2 separate regions of the Mus musculus genome follow, and region 1 is linked to region 2. A link is a contact called in public Hi-C data. All regions are on one chromosome and are shown on one strand. The core of a region is the stretch at or near the end of the contact, and the rest is flanking DNA. Distances in the headings are between cores, read along the strand shown.

Evidence for each region. A called contact is a pair of places that touch in the nucleus more often than the background predicts.
Region 1: a contact with region 2 is called in a Hi-C map of liver, with 5 times the contacts expected there. The contact joins two enhancer-like sites. A contact is called at or near these places in 9 of 39 promoter capture datasets (the 3T3-L1 cell line, the C10 cell line, the HPC-7 cell line and 6 more), 1 of 15 datasets of contacts at CTCF or cohesin (pro-B cells), 4 of 484 Hi-C or Micro-C datasets (cerebral cortex, cortical neurons and liver) and 5 of 115 datasets of contacts at active chromatin or transcription factors (the NIH/3T3 cell line, embryonic fibroblasts, embryonic stem cells and 2 more).

Annotation. Positions count from the first base shown.
Region 1 is chr13:75,751,729-75,755,896 of GRCm38.p6, forward strand. All of the region lies in intron 4 of Ell2 (elongation factor for RNA polymerase II 2), which reads left to right. Among named protein-coding and RNA genes, the nearest start is that of Ell2, 46 kb to the left of the region's middle. Within about 2 kb of position 1,538, at least 113 of the 459 cell types and tissues checked have an H3K27ac peak or open chromatin away from gene starts, as enhancers often do. A contact at or near this core is called in liver, where this site is marked.
Region 2 is chr13:75,223,307-75,227,658 of GRCm38.p6, forward strand. No RefSeq gene overlaps it. Among named protein-coding and RNA genes, the nearest start is that of Pcsk1, 140 kb to the left of the region's middle. Within about 2 kb of position 2,500, at least 14 of the 459 cell types and tissues checked have an H3K27ac peak or open chromatin away from gene starts, as enhancers often do. A contact at or near this core is called in liver, where this site is marked.

The DNA.
Region 1 (4,168 bases), core at 288-2,787, 530 kb after region 2:
TCCGACCATGCACATTCTAATGGTACCAGGTATTTTAGAGTTCCCAAGCTTTCTTATAGGGATTGTCATTTCCATATATCTTAGGGGTAACCCAATCTATGTTTATCAAAGGTTAAATCTGAACAAAATTCTCTCTCAGCCTCATCAGAGCCCCACATTATCTCTGCCATCCTCAAGTGGCTCTTCATTCTTCTCCTCCTCCCAGCTCTGTCCTCCACCCACTCACTCTCACTGTACAGTGCTCTTCTCTGATCTGAAATCCTCCATGAACCTCCTCAGCCATTTTTCTCCAAATCACTTAACCCCAGCTCCTTTTAATGTTCCTTAATATGGCCGGCATCGCAACCTTTAAAATGTTTGTGGTGTAATCCCTGGACTGCTTCTAGTTTCCCACCTCGGAGTTTAGAACCAAATGGTGTTTAGTCAGAGCCAGATGAGCTCCAGGGGACCATGGGATTTTCTGTTGTTTACCTTGAGTTTTACTCTCCCTGGCTGTGTTGCACTTGAGGTTTGCTGTTGTCTGTTCTTCACCACTTGATCCTTTCCTGCTGGGCAGCTCAATTTGTATTTTCTTACTTTTTATAATGCCTGGCTTATTCAGTTCTTTAAAATGTTAATGAATCAACCTATAGTGCTAATATTACTCAGTACTTATTGGATGCTCATTATGTACAAGGTGTATGTTAGTACTGTGTACGTAGTTCCTCGGATGACTCGCATGATTACTCTGTGAAATAGGTTGTACACATTTTACACGTCAAATTGTTGGGCTCAAAAATTAATGATAATGAGCATGTCCTCATGATCAAATTTTATTCTCATTCATAAACAGCAGGAATTACCAGTTTAGCTCATAATTTGAGTATACCGTGTAAAACAATACCAAATGCTTACCTATGACAGCCTAGGTACCTGCAGACTTGCAGAACAAGGTTCCTTTCAATGGTATGAGCCTGGGTGGAGGCAGACAAGAGTCATGCTGGTCTTGCTGTGGTGTGGTGTGGCATAGTGCCAGGCTGGGCCTCTGCCAGCTAAGCTAGGCCTCAAGCCAAGCTTAAGGATGAAGTTTGCTCTGCTAGGAGTCTAGGGTCATCTGGCCTAGTTTCCTGGGCTGCAAGCTTCTGAAACTCTCCTGTGGGAAACAAAAAGCAAATCCTGTTTGGAGGGGAACCAGGAAAATGCTTTTACTTGGACAACATGAATGATAGTTACTTCTTCCACTCTAGTCCTGAATGTTTCTGTCTATAGTGAACATTTTCCATAAGAAAATGTTACTAATCTCCACCACTTTGTTTCCTAATAGGTCAAATCCACCTCTTGACTTCTACCTAACTACTGGAATTTTGTTGAATTACAAATCTTTGTATATATTGATACTCATGTGAGTGTACAAAATAACCCAGCAGATCTGATATTGGTGATTCTTTTCCCAATTTCCCCACTATCCTTACTTTTGATAAGTTAGCATAGATAGAGTATCTGAACTAGAGAACATCTAATATCTGTTCTGGCATTGTGCCTGAGAGAGAGAGAGATTGTGTGTGTGTGTGTGTGTGTGTGTGTGTGTGTGTGTGTGTGTGTGTGTAATAAATAGACCTTTGAAAAAGTACCACAGGTGCCAAATGGTGCAAGCAGAAGCTACTGCATAGATTAGTTATTTAGACAGAGTTGAAGCCATCCTTGCTTCCCTGCTGATACTGTCCATAAAGGATGGCTTCCTTGCTCCTGTCTTTCTGATGGCCCAAATTAACATTTCCTTTCACATTGTTGACTCACAGCCACTGCTGAAGGATAAATAACTTTGCCATCTAGTACTAAATGGAGGAACTAGAGATGAACTCATAAATATAACTGTGCGTCAGATATAACCCCAGTTTAGTTTGCCCTGTTGGTACCAAGTACTGCTGCAGTATATAAAGGAGCCTGGGGAATTGATTAGCAGTTAGTTGGGTTTGGGAAGAGAATTAACTTTTCCCATGGGGCCTTTCTGAGGCAAATATTAAAAATAAAAATACAACTGCTCTGACTCCTTTGAACTTACCATCTTCCCACATTACTTTTTCTTTAGCATCTCAATTCTATTAATGTCTATGGCACTAAGTGTTCTTCATCTATAGCATCTCTTTCATTAATCTTGGGGTCTCCTTCCTGTTTGAATAGGCACAGAAGGTTTAGAGGGAGTGTAAGCAAATGATGTTTAGATGTAAATCAGTGCCAGTGTTATTGGGTTTTTAGTTCATTCAACCATTTGCAAGAGATAGTCACCCAACTACCAGCCATCTGAAGGAATAGTGACGTTGGTGTATTGGGAGCAGGTACCAGAAGACCCACCACTAGGCCTCGGTTAAGACTCAGCCTTCTCCCTCATCAGAATCCAAATTTTAAATCAAATATCACACTCCCTTTCCTCTTCAGGGCTAAATGAGCCTCCTTTATTTTCCTGTGCCTGCTTCTCAAGGGGCACAAGAAAACGTAGCAACGTCTGGAGCCCATTTTGAGAGCAAGGATCTGAAGCAGACCAAATAGAAGAAGCCTGCTGGATCAGCTCTTCTTGCGCTGGCCTGAGTTCTGTCTCAATGACAGCTTTGTTGGGAAAAAAAAGTTAAGCAGGTTCTTTCTCGCAGGAGCTGGCAAATGGGAGGAAAGTGTGGCATTTCGAGTATTTCCTAAATGATCATGACACTGACCTTATTTCTTCTCCAGAAATTTTTGTTGAACAATCAAAGAATGTGATGTTAATACTGTCACAGCTGAGAAATGATAGACCATAAGGTTTGCATTTAGCGATGTTCGTGTGTCCTCGCAGTCTGGCAATGTGGGAAAGTACAGACTGTGTTCACTCCTGCCCTTCTGCTTGCTGTCACTCAGTCATTAGTACTGACTCATTCTGCTGGTGGAAAGCAGCCATAGCCCTGCCCTCACAGAGCTTACAGACCAACATGAAACAACAGGAGAGCATTAGGCATTTATTCATAAAACCTTTCCCACCAAGACGTACAAGTAAGATTTGGGCGTAATCCCAGACCTTCCCACCATGCTAAAATAAGCATTTTACTATTTTGAGCATCTCCGACTGAAAACCCCAGATTTCTCTACTGTGAAATAAAGATAAGACTCACCTTGAAAAAATTACTGACATGAAGCCCTTAGTATACAGAGCCGTTCCACCACCACACCATAATCAGTGCATGGTAAATATTAGTCCATCTGATATTGATCTAGCATACCCTAAATTATGAAATATGGAGAAAACAGCTATCAGTCTATCTTTTAAACTTTACATGATTAAATTTAACTAGTTTTCTTATCACTAGGCAGTATTTCTTAGTGTTATATTTCTTCACTGTACAGTAATTTCAATTGATATTTGCCATCACTTATGTCCCAATTGGTGATGTGTATCAGCTGACAGTTTCCTAGGAATGAGGTAGCTGATACCAAAGTTCTATCTGGGCCCAGCCTGGACAGAAACGCTAATGAGCAGAGTTCCTGAAGCTTGCTTGCCTTCAGACATAGCTCATGAGACTTGCCTTTACGTTTTTACTTATCGGTCGTTTCTACTTTTTTAGTCTTAGTACTACTACAGTCACTGTTTGATGTGTCATTTCCAGTCCTCCCCCGCCCCTTACTTAACCAGAGGGAATGGAGTTGGGTATAAGGTGTAGTAAAAAAGTGAAAAGATTCTACTTCAGAAATGATATAGGGATCTTATCCTGCTTTCTGTCCTTTACCAAGGAACAGTTACTGGAGGCAAATAGGATGCTCTATCTAGATAGATTTGAATAGAGTTCACTAGGTCACTTCTGACACATGTTTTCTAGAAGTTGACAGCTGCCATCTGTTAGTATTCTGCCCAGGAAGAAAGTGTTGCTGTCTCTCTATCTGACCTGTCTATATAGTTTATAAAGATGGATCTACTTGTCTTCTGAGAGTATGTGTGTTTAGTTGGTTTGATTTTACTTCTAAAATGTGTTATTGCCTACTAAGAAGGACCATCTGGAGTGTGCCTGGTAGATGCTGGTTCTACTCCATGTGATGTCTGTGTCTATGAATTATTACAGTAATGCCCTGGCTTAGGCAAGTGTGTCTCCTTATGAAGTCTAACATGCATTTCTTCATGTTATTGTGAGACAATATTGAGTCCCTGTTTCTCTTCACATCTTCTCTG
Region 2 (4,352 bases), core at 1,250-3,749:
ATCTTCTGGGAAGTATTTTCTGAGAGCACAAAGAAGCTGTGTTCCAGAGATAGCCAAGGTTGTACCTCATGCTGCAGCTGTACTTGACTATGTGTATGAGTCACCCAGGTGGTATTAGTTGTGAAGGCATGAAGGGGTCATGAAGAGCAGCTAAGGCTTGGCATTGTGAGAGGCCATGGAAGGCCACTGGTGAAGGTGTAGCCTCAGTTGCAGTTCACGACCTAGTACTAAAGGGGTCATGCAAAAGAGGTGAGGCTTGGTACTATGAAGAGAGCCTATGAGAGGCTTTTAGTGAAGCCTAGTTGCAGCAGAAGATCCCAGCATATTGGAAATGTCAGTACCATGGGATGATCACCAAGAACAGTAGCAGCAGTGGAGTGGATCAACCTGAGCTTAGAGTTCTACAGAGGGCAGAGCTGGAGAAGTGACACCAGCCCTTTGGAGGAGGCCAGAAGATCATATGTGGATCCCAGACATTGAAACAAGAATCTATAACATCGAAGTTGCCTTGGAGACCCCAAGATTCTCCAGATGCCAGAGCCATAGTAGATATCTTGAGGAATGCTGCTAACAGAGAGTGGAACCAGCCCAGGAGAAAGAAGTTTGCTACAGTCAACAAAGATGAAAAAGGATTTGGAGATCTGAAGACTCCTTTGACATATGGTGATTCAGAATTTGGAGTTTGACCATCTGATTTCCTGTCTTTACTCAGGGATTACAGTTAAATGACTGGATGGATCTCAGGAGAGACTTTGAACTTTGGACTTTTAACATTGTTGAGACTGCTATAGACTATGGGGACTTTGGAAGTTGGACTAAATGTACTTTTTTTTATTATACTATAGCTAGATATGACCCCCACAGGTTTATGTGTTTGTACAAGCCTATGGGGGCCAGAGAGTGGAATGTTGTGGTTTGAATATGCTTGCCCAGGGAGTGGCACTATTAGAAGACATGAGAGTAGGTATGGCCTTGTTGGATGTGGGTGTGGGATTTAAGGCCCTCATCCTAGCTGCCTGGAAGGGAGTTTTCTACTAGCAGCCTTCAGATGAAGATGAAGAACTCTCAGCTCTGCCTTCATCATGCCTACCAGGATACTGCCATATTCCCACTTTAATAATAATGGACTGCACCTCTGGATCTGTAATCCAGTCCCTAGTAAATGTACTTTCTAAGACTTGCCTTGGTTATGGTGTCTGTTCACAGTGATGAAACTCTATGACAGGAGGTGTGTCCTTACTAACAATGTGTCACTGTAGGAGTGGGCTTTAAGACCCTCCTCCTAGCTTCTTGGAAGATAGTCCTTTGGATGAAGATGTAGAACTCTTAGCTCCTCCAGTGCCATGCCTGCCTGGAAGCTGCCATCTTCCTGTCTTGATAATAATAGACTGAACTTCTGAACCTATAATTCAGCCTCAATTAAATATTCTCTTTTCTAAGAGAACTGGTCCTGGTGTCTCTTCAAAGCAATGGAAGCCCTAAGACAGAGGTCATTGAAGATGAGTTCTCAGATTCTGTGTGAGTATAGCCTATCCTCCTATCCTGGTAGGCATGATGAAGGCAGAGCTGAGAGTTCTTCATCTTCATCTGAAGTGATACTGGGGAAATGGCCCTGCACAGCTGACTTGTGTTCCCTGCATTCTCTGCAGTGCTGGGTCCATGGGGTCACCTATTGGCTGTTCCTGCAAGTCAGGTACAGAGTCTCTGAACTAGGCAGGACACACTTTTGCTTGTCCTCAAAGATAAGGACTGGTATGCATCTGCCTGCAACTACAAATCTGTATTACATGCCTACATGCTGTTTTGTGTCCAATGTGGGATTTTTATGCTTTGGATTTTCCTCAGCTCACTGCGTGATTTTTGCTTAATCCCTTTTCATTTTGCATATATAATATATAATGCCATGACCAAAAATTGGAATATGGCAATGCCTTGAATTTTTAAAAGGCTCTCCCAACTTAAAATATTCCCTAAAAGCTACCTGGGACCCTCCATAAAAGCCAAGTAGAGATTTTATTATTGATACTGGTTTTTACATTTACATTTTCTCTTATAGATGCATGAAGATATTCAAATAATTTTCTTGTGGTTATATACACGTTTTCTTGGCAGTATGGTATCAAAGTTGTGATTCCACTCTTCTCTCATATAGTGCTCAAATCAAGTTGCATAGCTAAAGCGCATGGATGGTATCGGTACCTGACAGTAGTTAAGATCATTGCTAAGAACCACTGAAGCCAGGCACCTGGCCTCTCCTTACTTTATTCAGTATTAAGAGAGATGTTTGTTGCCATCTTTTCCCTCATAAACATTTTTATTTCCAAGCTAGAGCAAGTTATGGTGCTGTTGTGCATAGTTACTGTACCCATAGGCCAATCCATAGACGGACACTCAGAATTGCTACCACGACAGTGGCACTCAGTTCAAGACTGAAAGATAAATTGGGCTTGCCAAGGTGCAAAGGTCTAAGCAAGGACCAGAATCCAAGGCTCTGAGGCACAAATAGTCAGGCAGTCTTCCAAGTACAAAGTGTTACCATGTTCTTTCAATGACCTCACCTCTGGGCTGAGCCATCTGCTATCTCAAAGACCCTCTTCCCAGGAGTCCACATCCAGGAAGAGTGGGCTAGAACTCATCAAAAGCAACAGGTGAGCCATTTATATTATGGAACATTAAATTTCTGTGAACTAAACTTCAGAGCAGTTATCTTTAGGGAAGTTGTAGTTGATCACATGTTTCTCTTCCAGAGTCAAAGTCCAGGCATTTTATTATGTTTATATATTCTCTGGGCTTTGGGAGTTACTGATACTGTAAGTTCCACGCCCCACGGAACTCTAACATAGTAAACAAGGATTTCAAATGAAGAAAGAAGGGATAATAAATGAAGCAGAGCACAAGCAAAACAGGAAGGGATGAAACATAATGTTAGGTTATAAAACAAGGAACCATGCAAAACGGAGTACAGTCGTGACCTGGCGTGTTGGAACCTGAGGCCTGAAATATGTGTTTAAAACACGAAAGCAGACCAAAAGTAGATTTTATTTTCATTTCTTTTTCTTTTTTCTCTTTTAACCTTTCTGTCTGATACTTGGCTTTTCCTGAGATTTATGTAAGCAGCAGCAGTTGAACAACTTCTATTTTGTAAATTTCAGGCTTGAAAAAATAGGGATGAACAAGACACTCTAAGTAAAATCTGTCCATCCTTTTCCCTTTTAAAAAAAGTTACCTCAAGTTCTTCTAACAAGTGATTCTGAGTAGATGAAGCTAAGACAAAAGAATAACAAGATGGAGAAGGAGAAGGAGAAGGAGAAGGAGGAGGTATAGGAAGAAGTGGTGGTGGTGGTGGTAATGCTGGAAGAAGAGAGAATAAGAGAGGGACAGAGGGAGGAAGGAAAAGAGCTTTCCCCATGGCTTTGGCAACTTAAGAAAGAAGAGGTCAAGCAACAGTTTTATTGGTTTCTAAGACATCTGAAGTATGTTCTTAGTTCTCCATTCTCTGATCCTGCCCTGAGGACTTCTAAAGTCACAGACAGTGGACAGAAGAAGAGTGTCCCTGCATCCAGGCTGCCCTTTGCCCAATACAGCAGGTCAGCTTTAATCTTAGCAGTGTCTTTCATCTAAAAGGGCATATGCCAAGCAAGATGTTAATGTGACACTCTGCACAAGCACACATTATGAGCCCCAAGTGCAGATGTGGCTACATGCATTTCAGAGCAGCCAGCTAGCATCTACAGAAATTCAGACACCTTGATGCCCAGTTGCTGTGTGGCTTTGTGGCATCTTCTACCAGTGTGTCTATGAATATAATTTAATATTATTTAATAGTTTTCTAATAATTTACTCTTGCTCTATCATATTAGAGAATTCTCTAAAGTCACTCTGTAGCAAAACCATAAATTACATAAAATACAGCTTTACATAATATTAACCAGTATTATATATAGATATATAGAGATTATAGTTGCCTTTACCATCATCCTTTCCGTGGTTGAAAACCAAAAAAAGGATATACTGGTGTTAAGTAAGGGTTGCACTGGATGAAGTAGCTTGTCAGGGTGACTGTGTTTGCTCTCTTCACAGAACAAATTCTTAAACGCTCCAAAGTAAGTTTTATTTTTGCTTCAGCCTAGTTTTAGTTGTAGGGTTTGTTAAGCATCAGGTTTAAATTTTCCAGCTTTCCAAATGCCAGGCAAGAATTGGGGCATATCGCTGAGCTATGGCCTGATTCTTATGTTTACTTAGTCATTGACAGGGTCTCACTGTTTTTCTCAGGCTGGCCTTGAACTTGAGGTCCTCACACCTTTACATCCCAGATAGCTGGAATTAAAAGCCTTCACTACTAGATTTGACTT